2 separate regions of the Ovis aries genome follow, and region 2 is linked to region 1. A link is a contact called in public Hi-C data. All regions are on one chromosome and are shown on one strand. The core of a region is the stretch at or near the end of the contact, and the rest is flanking DNA. Distances in the headings are between cores, read along the strand shown. Region 1 overlaps LOC101111962 (zinc finger protein 474). Region 2 holds the start of LOX (lysyl oxidase).

Region 1 (6,140 bases), core at 3,056-5,555:
TCATTCTGATGACTTTAAATATATATTAACAATGCACAAATATATATCCCAGCCCACTTCCTCTTTTGAGATTCAAACTTATATATTCAGCCTGACTTATCTAGTTAGATGTCTCACAAGCATTTTTTTTTTGCCAGAAATTTTATTTTTTATTTGGGAAGAAAATAATAAAGTCTTATAGTTACAAATGGCCATAACAAAGAATGATTTTCAATGAATGATAGAGATATAGTATAAATAGATCTCTATCTCCTTGCACTGTCTTAAGATATTATCGTGGCTCAAATCTTCCTCTATCAATGTCTGTTAGTTGTGTGTTTAATAACTTAAGACATATACATTCATCACAAATAAAACTGTCTTTCTACCCCTCACTGGTTACACATTATGCTCTGTGCTTACCCAATCCCGCCCACTCTAGAACTTTCACCATTCTTTCAGACCTACTTAAAGTGTCTCACAAGCGTTGTGAACTCAGTCATGTCCAGAATGGAAAAATTGGTCTTCATCACAACAGCCTATCTGTTTCTCAAGGTTTTCCCATCTTAGAAAGTGAAACAACTGGTACAGTTGCTCAATTTAGAAATCTGGGAGTCATCCTCAACCCTCTTCCTTACTCCTCCACATCCCAACTATTACCAGGTTCTGCCCACTGTCCCTTTTTTCCTATCTCTGATACCAACACCCTAGGCTAGGCTATCATCCACTTTCACCTGGATTCCTGCAACAGCCAAATAGGGTGTCCCTATGTCCACTGGGCAGCTGTGCTGTTTCCACAGCTTTACCATGTGTGCCTGCCCCTTCCTTCATTTGACTCTACTTGTGGATTTTTCAGTTCCATTTTAAGATCTTTCTTACCGCAAGGCCTTCACACAGAATGTCTCCTCCTCCTGTGCTTCCATTCCCCTGACATCCTCTTGGCTAATGTTTTCACACCTTCCATGTCTCAGCTGAAATGTCACTTCCTCCCAGAGGTTTTCTCTAACCAAGAACCTGAATGTCCACCTCCCACCATTAGACACTGTCACATTACAACTTGAAATTTTATATTTATTTTTATTTAAATTTCATATCATTTCCTCCATAGGGCTAAAAACTCCATGAGATCAAGAACTGTGTCTTTTTAATGAGTCTACATTTAGTACTTAGTCCAAAGCAAGTAAGTGAAGTCACTCAGTCATGTCCAGTTCTTTGTGACCCCATGGACTGTAGCCAGGCTCCTCTGTCCATGGAATTTTCCAGGCAAGAGTACTAGAGTGGATTGTCATTGCCTTCTCCAGGGGATCTTCCTGACCCAGGGATCAAACCCAGGTCTCTCACATTGCAGGCAGGTGCTTTACCATCTGAGCCACCATGGAAGCTCAAGAATGTCTAACAAGAATGATCTGTTGAATGAACAAACTTTTGTCCTCCTAACCCTGCTTAACTAACACTCAGCCTGGCACCATAGCCCTACCCTTTTTGTATGACACGTATGCTTCTCTCTTTGAAGTGAAGTGAAGTTGCTCAGTCGTATCCGACTCTTTGCGACCCCATAGACTGCAGCCTGCCAGGCTCCTCTGTCCATGGGATCTTCTAGGCAATAGTACTGGAGTGGATTGCCATTTCCCTCTCCAGGGGATCTTCCCAACCCAGGGCTCGAACCTGGGTCTCCCGCATTGTAGACAGACACTTTACCGTCTGAGCCACCTTGGGTCTCTGGAGTTAGACACATCTGGCTCTGACACCCTCTGTGTGACTCTAGGTTAGATGCTTAACCTCAGTTTTTCTACCTGGAAAGTAGGGAGATGTATCTGTCTTATAGTAATATTATGAAGATTAAAATGAGGACATGGACATAAATCCCTGGCCATAGATGCATTCAGTACAGGTCATCTCCCTGTATCGCAGGCCTCCTAATAAGCTCCAAACACTTTTTACCTGGGTTGGGAAGTTGGCACCCACTCCAGTGTTCTTGCCTGGAAAATTCCATGGACAGAGGAACCTGGCAGGCTACAGTCCACGGGGTCACCAAGAGTTGGACACTACTGAGCAACTAAGCACACAGCACAAGCACTTTTTACTTCATACCCACACACACACACACACACACACACACACACACACACACACACCTTAACAGTGTTCCAAGACGTGAACCCATCCACTCTGCCCTTCTGAGTCTTTCTGAGTCTCTGATTGTCACTTTCTAACTAAGAGGTTTGCCTTTGGAGAATGAGATACTTAGCGATGGAACAGCACTGATGATATTAAACCAAAGACATAACGGTAGTCCTAAATAAATGGAATTTGTATTATAAGGGCACATTCTCAAATATATTTGGCGGTAACACAAAGAGAAAGGCAGTAAATAATATTTTTGAGTGTAGAAGGCATTACTCTAAAAGAAAACACCAGATGGCAGCAGCAGATGCTAGAGATGTGTCTGATGGGATTGTAGCTCAGCCCTCTAGGATGCTAAGGACAGCTTAAAACTACATTCAGAGACACAAACCTTTGTTAAAAAAAGAAAAAGACAGATTTCCCTGAAGAAAAAGAATGCCTATTTTATAACATAGTATCAGATTTTTAGAAACAGTGTTTCACATGTTATCATCAAAATACTAAGAAAATAACCCCAAGCGTTATGTAACTAATAAAAGGTAGTTAAACAAAGCCTTCATTCTGGTTTGTAGTTATATTTAATTAACTGTCAATCTGTGCTTCAGTTAGCCAGAAAGGCCTTAAGTCAAAGACTGAAACACTATCAGCTTATGGAAAAGGGCAAACTTTTCCCCAAATATTAAAGACAAATATTAAAATGTGTTCACTCATATTAAAATAGGGGTCAATATTCTCCATTCTCGCACTTCCAGCACCACTTAGGACACTGCTTGCTAAAATAGAAATCAAAGGATCACATTAAGCTCCAAATTAAACTTTAAACTGATAATCTCTAGTTTCCCACATTATGCATCTAATTTCATCTGCAAGTAACATGACTTTTAAAATCTTGCTAAACTGGATATTGCTTGCTCAGGCTTTCCTTCTTCTAGAGGGAAAAGGGGGAGTGCGATGCTGCTCTGATACCACATAACAGCAGAGCAAACCCTTTTAAATGAAAGTCCGCTTTGTGGATGTCATTCCTCTTTCATACTGCACGGTGTCTCTCACAATGTCACTGTGAAATCAGAGAGAGTGAATTCAGTCTTAGATTTTGGATGACAAGCAATGGGACAAGTTCAAACCCATTCCGTGGTGAGAGGCAAAGCAGAGCTGGCGCAGAATGCACATTGATGACTTGGGTTGGGGGGTTTGTCTTAGGGATCTCAGCGTTTTCTTTGTTTAGATTTGACTGAAGGGTAACAGGAGCATTTGTCATCAGAGAACCGAGCCAGTCTACGCAGGAGGAACACTCTGAGCGGAGGGTAACTCACTCTGCCAGCGAAACAGTCATTGTTGCCCAACTGCAGGGAACTATTTCCAAGTTCTGTGGTCATAATTCTGAAAATGTTTTTCTTACCTGAGTTCACTATGAGATTGAGCCCCCCGAAAACACTGGGCAAGATCGCTGATTCTAACATGAATTCAGATCAAGGATTCTAGGGGGAAATTGTTCTAACTGGCATAAGGAAAAAGGAAGCAAACATCTGAACTGAAAAAACCACGCGTGTGTCTCACAGTCAGCCAAAAGTCGGCCGCCACAGGCAGATGAAATTCTGAAATCCAATAATGCACAGGGCGTTTTCTTTATGGAAATGAACGATTCACTGCACTATCTAAATCTTACATAATACAAAGAAAAGAAAAACAGCAATAACAGAGTCCAATAACAACCACAACAGAAAACTACATTCCCCAGGAGAGGCTTTCTGCTGAAAGTGCAACGCAGTGGCAAATGTCTTTTCAAGGGAAGGAATAAAGTCTGTTGGTTCAAGAGGTCTTATTCCTCTTGGAAGCCTAGGAGTTTTCTCCATTTTAATGAACCCTAGCTTGCTCCAGATCTGGCAGCTGAAGGGACCCTAGGTTGGATGACCTTACTATGCCCTCCACTAAAGCCTGTGTGGTCCCCAAACAGGCCAAGGCACATCTGACGGTGGTGGGTGCCAGTTTCTCACTGACATGTGCCTTGCAGGTTAGGAGCAGAGTTGGCTGTGCTCTGACATAGCTGTCGTGTCCTCCTGATGCCCTTGTTTTGACGGACTCCCTCTGATCTAAACGTGAAAGTCACTGACAGCCATCACTGGCCTCCTGTCCTGACAGTCTCCTCTCCAGATGACTCAGTGAGTCAGGAGGTGTCCTCCTGTGGAGCTGGGGGCCCAGGCCAGCCTCTTTTAGCAGTTGTGACTGAGTGAGAACATGCTATGCTCAGCCTGCTGGCTCCACTCTGGGGAGCACAGAGTCTGTGTTACAACAACAAGCATGAGCATTCTGACCACGCTCATCCCTGTCTCAAGTTCTGTAATGAGGACATTTAAAGAAAATGCATACAATCAGGAAACAGTGCTGAATGTCAGAACACTAACCGGAGCTCTTGATTTGTGGCTCTAAGACATGGATTCTTTTGCTTGCTGAATCCAGACCCCACACGTTTTGGAAGAAAAGCAACAGCCAAAAGATGAGAAAAACAGTTCGTGTTTATGAGACCAGCCTGAAGCCCATGCCACACTTACGAGTTTGGGTTTTCATTCGGCAAAGAAACTATCTGTTCTTTCTTCAAGTTCATCGGAAAATATGCCCATTAGTCTGACTCTTCGGCTTTAGGATCATTGTTTTGGAATCTTCCAAGCCAGCAAGTGAAAGATCATTTCATTTTAAACATGGAAGTTTGGAAAAAGTACCTGACATTTGCCCAAGTAATACAATAAAAAAATAAAAAAGTAATGAAGAACAACTGGATTAAAAATAAAGGATGTCTTCCCACCCCCCAATCAGTCTGGTTTAACTGTTTACAATAGCTTGGGTTACCTTAGTTTCCTGAAAATAGTTCACTTAAAGAACCCCTACAGGTGGGGCCTTTCAAGCAGCAAGTCATAGAGAAAAGACCTTGACAGCCTCCTATTTCTCATGATTTGATGTTCTGTAAAGTGTGACACGTGGCAAGACAGCCACTTCCCTTGCTTCATGGCAGAATGGAGCACATGGACCTCCCCTTATCTTGCAGGTAGCCATCCTCAAAAGCAAACTTCCCCAATCCTGGTTGATGATGAAATTTCAGGTCAAGACCCAGTGACACTTCACTATATAGGCTGGGGACCCCTAGGGTCATGCTTATTTACAACTGCCCAAATCAGGGGTCACAGCCTGGTGTCTGACCCAAACATGGGGTCCAGAGCAGCAGCAGGAACTGAGTATTTCCCAGATCCATGAACACACCTAGTTGACTCTCGGTTTGAGTAGGAGTTACTTCCCCATAGACTATAGCCATGTAAGCATTAAAAGAAAGCATGCTGCACTGTAGAGCATGTTCAGTTCTGCAAGTGCTCCGGTGTTTAATTACTGCTAAAGTCATCTGGGGTTTTTGACACAGATTCTATTTTAGAACGATAAACTCACCATCACCCAGTGTTGCCAAAAGTGAATTCCTAAGGTAGACTACTAAAATAAACCAGTAATAAATATTGGCAGTTGGAATGGGAATGATATCTCTGTAATGTAGACACAGCATTACTGACTCATTTTCAAATGCCAGTCTCTCCCAAGGATTATTGGTATGAGGGATTCAGAGAAGAAAGAAGTCCATCTCTCTTTTAGGCAGCAGAATGAAAGAGGACCAGGGACCCACTGGGCAAGGATGTTTTTATATCTGCTGTGCCAATGGAGGTATAGCCCCGGAGTCCAATAGGGGGTCAACTTAGGTTTCACTGAGGCAGAAATGGGCACTGAAGGAAAACCACCCTAGGGGATGAGGGAGCTGATTCCAGGGGCATTTTTCTCTCATTCCCCTGGAGGTAGAATGTACCCCCAGGCCTACCCGATGCATATCATGTGGCACAAATTACCTTATCAGTCACAGGGGGTGCTGCCGGGTTCCTCTGAGACTTGGAATTAGTGGACTCTTTCAGGCCACCTCTACTCCCTAATGTCAGATCCTGAGCTTTTGGCCCACTAGGTTGACCTTTACAACTTCTCTTGTGTACTGGAAGGCGGTCAGGGGCAAA
Region 2 (6,091 bases), core at 590-3,089, 93 kb after region 1:
TGAGTAACAGTCAAATCAATCACCTTGGATTCAGAATCACTAGATCTGATTAGCTAAGAGAACCATCCTACCTTCGCCTTCGTGTCAGTCAGGGCTCTTGGGTAGAAAACAATAGGAACTGACTGACCACACTCAGCCACAAAGGAATGCAGTGGAAAAATAAAAGGAAAAGCTGAAGAATCGGGTCTTTGAAGATTCTGGCCTAAAACAGCTTAAGGGGAATCTGGGTAGCAAGAACTCACAGGAACTTTCTTTACTAGCAGGAAGAGTGGGCTCCAACATTTCTGACCTTTGTGTACTTCTGCTCAAGAGGTGAATTCTACAGTGATGGTTTGATGAGCCAAGCTTGAATCTCATGTCCATTGCTTGACCTGGTGAACTTGAAGTTCTGCACTGGTATCATCAATGCAACTGGGTACGCGAAGTTTCTAAAAGGAAAACACAGTTGTTCTAACCAGAAAAAAAGTGAAGTGGATGTTGGGAAGTCAAATCAGCAGAGGTTCACGACACAACCAAAATGTGGTGGTTAAACATCAAGAGGTAGAGACCAAGAGTGATAGGTGAATATTGAAGTATACCTTGACAATGGCCCAAATAATGATGAAACCAGCAAAAAGGTTAATAAAACCTGGTTCCAAGTCTAGTTTAAATCAAGCCGTTAATTTTGATTTTTCCTTTGAAATGCTTCCAGCAATGCCCAAACCCTGAGTGGCATATGAGCCACTGGTCCACTAAACATCTCTTTCCAGTCAGTGTTACCTACCTCCTCCTCACATCCTCCTACTAATTCTCCCCTGGCCACCCTCATTCCTTTGTCTTCACCCAAATCTGAAGCCCAAGACTGTTTCTTCAGCAACCACTTTGTTTAGTTTGGAAGATCAATTAAACACCACAGGATTCTTCACTGACTTTTCAACATTTAACAAATGGTTAAGCTTTTTTTTTTTTTTTTTTTGATTCAAACCTCCTTATTAGACATACAAAGAGAAAGAAGCAGATGAAATGCTTATTTGAAATTGCCTTCTGAGTGCTCTCTGAGGCAGAATTTGCTCTAGTCCCCTTTGCTGAAACTTCCTGAGAAACACTGTGGAAATGAAAGATGGTTCTTCACTTCCAAAGTACAAATCAGGCCGGCATTTTGAAAGAGACAGGTTTATTCATCACTTCAGTGTTAGCTGGCTTTGCTCCCTGTAAAATTTTACTTTTGGTTATTAAAATATTCACTGTAGGAAATAAATTTGTAATCCATTTCTCATATTACCTACACACAGAAAAACAAAATTTGATATCTTGGGGTTTATTTGCTGAAGGCGCTTCCCATAAAAGCAAGGGGTGTGCATTGGGAAATGTGTCTGGTTAACTCCTTATGGATAAATTAGTCACAACCTTTCCTCCGCCCACCCCATCCCCCCTTTCCCGACTCTCGCCCCCAGCACCCTCTCCACCTCCCAACTTCCCGCCTCTCCAGGGCTGGTGACCTAATAGCATTTTTCTTCATGCATATTTTGGCGTCGCCCCACGGCCTGGCTGCCTTTGCCTGTCTGAGTCTTTTGAAATTCCTGCATGTTCGCCCCAGATTAAGCCGAGTGTGTCTCAGGATGTGTGTTCCGTTTTGTTCTTTCCCCTTAACGCTCCCTGTGCAACGTGTCTGGGGGGAGGAGGACAAGCTGGGTAGGGGAGGGGAAGGGAGGGAGGGGCAGCGGCGAGGAGCTGTCCGCCTTGCACGTTTCCAATCACATTACGTGAACAAATAGCAGAGGGGCGGCCGGGCCAGAACGGCTTGTGTAACTTTGCAAATGTGCCAGAAAGTTTAAAAATCTCTCCTCCTTCCTTCACTCCAGACACTGCCCGTTCGCCGGGGCCGCCACGCCGCTCCCCGTCGCCTTCCTGAAGGACTGAGAAAGAGAAGAGAGGAGAGTGCCACGTCTCACCAGCCGCCTTTACGGCAGAGGGTCTGCAGCCCACCCTAGGCATTGCTTGGTAGGGACTGAGATACCCGGGCGCCCAGCCCGCCTCCTCGGTTGAAGAGTTCTCCCTCCCTCACGTGACTTGAGCCCCGTTTTTTTTTTTTTTTTCCCCCCCTCCGAGCTACGTCTTCCCGGAGTGGGGACAGTCCAGGAAAGGGAGCAATGCGCTTCGCCTGGACCGCACTCCTCGGGTCGCTGCAGCTCTGCGCACTCGTGCGCTGCGCCCCGCCGGCCGCCAGCCACCGGCAGCCCCCTCGCGAACAGGCGGCGGCTCCCGGCGCCTGGCGCCAGAAGATCCAATGGGAGAACAACGGGCAGGTGTTCAGCCTGCTGAGCCTGGGCTCGCAGTACCAGCCGCAACGGCGACGGGACCCTGGCGCCACCGCCCCGGGGGCCGCCAACGCCACCGCCCCGCAGATGCGCACACCAATCCTGCTGCTCCGCAACAACCGCACCGCGGCGGCGCGAGTGCGGACGGCCGGCCCCTCTGCAGCCGCAGCCGGCCGCCCCAGGCCCGTCGCCCGCCACTGGTTCCAAGCTGGCTACTCGACGTCTGGGGCCCACGAGGCTGGGACCTCGCGCGCTGATAACCAGACGGCACCGGGAGAGGTCCCGACGCTCAGTAACCTGCGACCGCCTAACCGCGTGGACGTGGACGGCATGGTGGGCGACGACCCGTACAACCCCTATAAGTACACCGACGACAACCCCTATTACAACTATTACGACACGTACGAAAGGCCCAGGCCTGGGAGCAGGTACCGGCCCGGATACGGCACCGGCTACTTCCAGTATGGTAAGCACCCCCAGCCTCCGCTAACCCCCGCGCACCGTCACCCCAGCTCCGCGTCTCCCCGACGTGGCTGCCTGGGCGCGGCAGGCCTTGGTCCGTGCAGATCCCATCCCTCCCCCTGCGCCAGCCGAGGCAGCCCTGGAATTTGGTGCAAACCGCGCGCCCTGGCCCCTCCTGCTTCGTTTCCACTTTACTTTGCAGCCCCGGGCGTCCCCATTCTTCTGCTACCCGCAGCCCAACACCGCAGCCCAGTTGACTTAAGGGTGAGGAGTAAGGCACTTGGAGGGACCGGAGCCAGGGTGGGGGCCGCTAAATTGTCTCACTGCTTTGCCCATCCCCTGCTGACGTTTAGGTCTTCCGGACCTGGTGCCCGATCCCTACTACATCCAGGCTTCCACATACGTGCAAAAGATGGCCATGTACAACCTGAGATGCGCTGCGGAGGAAAACTGCTTGGCCAGGTACCAACTGGGATCTCCTCGGCCTAGCTCCCCCGTCTTGGTTCCAGGGGGCTCCTCAGGTGCTTGATCCTGACCACTCTTGTTCTGTGCAGACAAGGGTTAGGAAGTGGAACGTGATCTTTCGGGCATGCTGACCTGGGTGGAAAATTAAAATATGGAAGATTTCTGTCGGTTCTGACTTTCAAACCGTGGCATAAATCAGGGAGATTAAGCAAACCCTTAGCCTGGAGAGTGGAGGTCTCTGATTCTTTTTCCAAGATCCTTAAACTTTGGAGCCAACTGTTTCCAATGACGTTCTATTAAACTACTATACCGTGGAAAAAATACTGTAATGGAAGAGCTTGTTAAAACCCCCTCAAAACATCGGGGGCCACTTGGCCAGTGTGTCACCCATCAGTTGGATGTCGTTGTTTTCTTCTTTTGTTTGAAGTCACAATTAACTTAGTTGTTTTGGCATTACTTTAGCCAGAATAAGATCAGGAGCAAGAGCTTTGCTTTTGCATTAGTACTAAAATAAAATCTTAGCAGTTTGGGGAATGAAATTCCCTGAGTTTGCTGCTGGGAAACCAGCAGAGGGAGTAAAAGATGTTTTGATAAGACACACAATTTCTTTAAATGTAAAATAAGGTTATCAATAGAATTTGAATATATATTCACACAAAATATTTTACAAGACAGAAATGTTTATTTATTGTGTCAATTTCTTTCACTTCCTTTATAACTGTCAGGCTAAAAGAAGAGAAGAAATCCAAGCTCATCATTTCCATTCCACTAGAGTCTTGCATCACACACCATTGCATTCCCTATGGTAGTCTTACAGTAGTGCCATTGTTTTAAAGTTACTAAATTATTTATCTTATCTGGGTATACTCTTTCAGGGTTATTTCCCCAATTTACATCTTCTTTAACTGGGTGAGGAAAAAATGTATGTAAAATGCTCTAGTCTTTTGGAACTGATAACCTCGTTGGGAGAAAAGGGCAGTGAAATCTTGGAAGGTTTTGCTTGTAGTTATATTAGTTTAGTTTGTATTCTGTGAAAATCATAATGTTTCTCTTTATAAAATCACAGCTCAGCATACAGGGCAGATGTCAGAGATTATGATCACAGGGTGCTGCTAAGATTTCCCCAGAGAGTGAAAAACCAAGGGACATCTGATTTCCTACCAAGTCGACCAAGATATTCCTGGGAATGGCACAGTTGTCACCAGTAAGTGGATGGGACTCTTGGGTACTTTTGAGTTGCTTTTTCACTTTACAGGTGATTCTTTTTATGTTTTTTAAGAGTTAACTTTTTGTTGTAGTAGGGTATAGCTGATTAACAATGTGACAGTTTCACGTAAATAGCGAAGGGACTCAGCCATACATATACATATATCTATTCTCCCCCCCCAAACCCCTCCTATCCAGGCTGCCACATACTATTGAGCAGAGTTCCATGTGGTATACAATAGGTCCTTGCTGGTCATCCATTTTAAATATAGCAGTGTGTACATGACCATCCCAAACTCCCTAACTGTCCCTTCTTCTCCTGGCAACTGTAAGTTCATTTTCTAAATTACAGGTGATTCTTGATATGATAAATTCTTACACAAAGGAAGAAAATTGCTGTTATTTATACTTAGAATTTCTCTATATAACTTGACATAATCAAGGAAATCCATCTTTAGGATAATACATCAGTTACTATATATTGTTATCTTTTAAACTGGAAACTCTTTTAGGCCCAGCTTATTAAAACTGTCGATAAGATTACATCAGTTAGCTTCACTAGAATTTGGTCCCAGTGTACTACAGGTAGGGCTTTCCTGGTGGTCAGTGGTAAAGAATCTACCTGCAATGCAGGAGACTTGGGCTCAATCCCTGGGTTGTTAAGATTCCCTGGAGAAAGAAATGGCAACCCACTCCAGTATTCTTGCTTGGGAAATCCCATGGACAGAGGAGCCTGGTGGGTTGCAGTCCATGGGGTCGCAAAGAGTTGGGCATGTCTTAGCTACTACACCACCACCACTTCTACAGTATGACTTGGTAACTTGCTTAGGTGTTCATTGCCAGGAAATCCTGTTTTATGGTCTTAAAATTTCGACAGTTTGAGCCATTACTTTTTGTTCTCTTCTTATGTGAGAAAATGAACAGTTCAGCACCTTCACTTAAATGAAATGAAAAAAAGAAAAAGTGAGCAACTACTTTGCTGCTGAAGTAGATTTATGAATAAAAGTTTATACTAGTTAAATACGAATGGTGGATAAAACAGGCTTTTATTTCTCCTTTGCATTTTAGTACTGATTCAATGTGTGAGCATACAATTTCTAAAAATTTCACAGAAACCTCCCAAGAGAAGACTGCTCTTCCCTTTTGGAATGAAGCATCAGTAGTGGCAGCCAAAGGGGATATACTAGAGGACATACGACAAGTTCCACTTAAACAAAGAGGATTTACTGTCTCTATTTAATCTTCTAAGATAAAACAGGGTGGAATAAAAAAGCACAAGACTCTAAATAAGGCTTTTTTCCCACATACCAAAGCTAAAGCCTTACCATTTTGATAGATTTTTGTCCTGGAAAAAAAAAAAAATCTAGCATGGATCGAGCTTTAAGAAGCTCAACTTGATCCCAATTTTGATGCAAAAACAAATGTGGGAAGCAGTGTGTGTGTGTGTGTGGGGGGGGGTCATCTAGAATCCTCACTGCTGTCTCTGTATGTTGCTGACTGCTGTTTCTGTGTCGTGTGGGACGTCAGACATTACCACAGCATGGATGAATTCAGCCACTATGACCTGCTTGATGCCAGCACCCAGAGGAGAGTGGCTGAGGGCCACAAGGCGAGCTTCTGTCTTGAGGACACGTCGTGTGACTACGGCTACCACAGGCGGT

What was found. Hi-C and Micro-C count contacts between places; a contact is called where the count stands out from the background.
Region 2: a contact with region 1 is called in a Hi-C map of tail adipose tissue, with 2.8 times the contacts expected there. The contact joins the promoter of LOX here to the enhancer-like site in region 1.

Annotation. Positions count from the first base shown.
Region 1 is chr5:29,372,101-29,378,240 of ARS-UI_Ramb_v3.0, forward strand. It overlaps LOC101111962 (zinc finger protein 474), which reads right to left. Exons shown (of 4, transcript XM_004008680.6): 2 at 5,982-6,140. Among named protein-coding and RNA genes, the nearest start is that of LOX, 94 kb to the right of the region's middle. Within about 2 kb of position 4,306, at least 5 of the 54 cell types and tissues checked have an H3K27ac peak or open chromatin away from gene starts, as enhancers often do. A contact at or near this core is called in tail adipose tissue, where this site is marked.
Region 2 is chr5:29,467,721-29,473,811 of ARS-UI_Ramb_v3.0, forward strand. It overlaps LOX (lysyl oxidase), which reads left to right and starts at 1,840. Exons shown (of 7, transcript XM_027969995.2): 1 at 1,840-2,763; 2 at 3,113-3,221; 3 at 4,291-4,428; 4 at 5,958-6,091. The coding sequence starts at 2,130.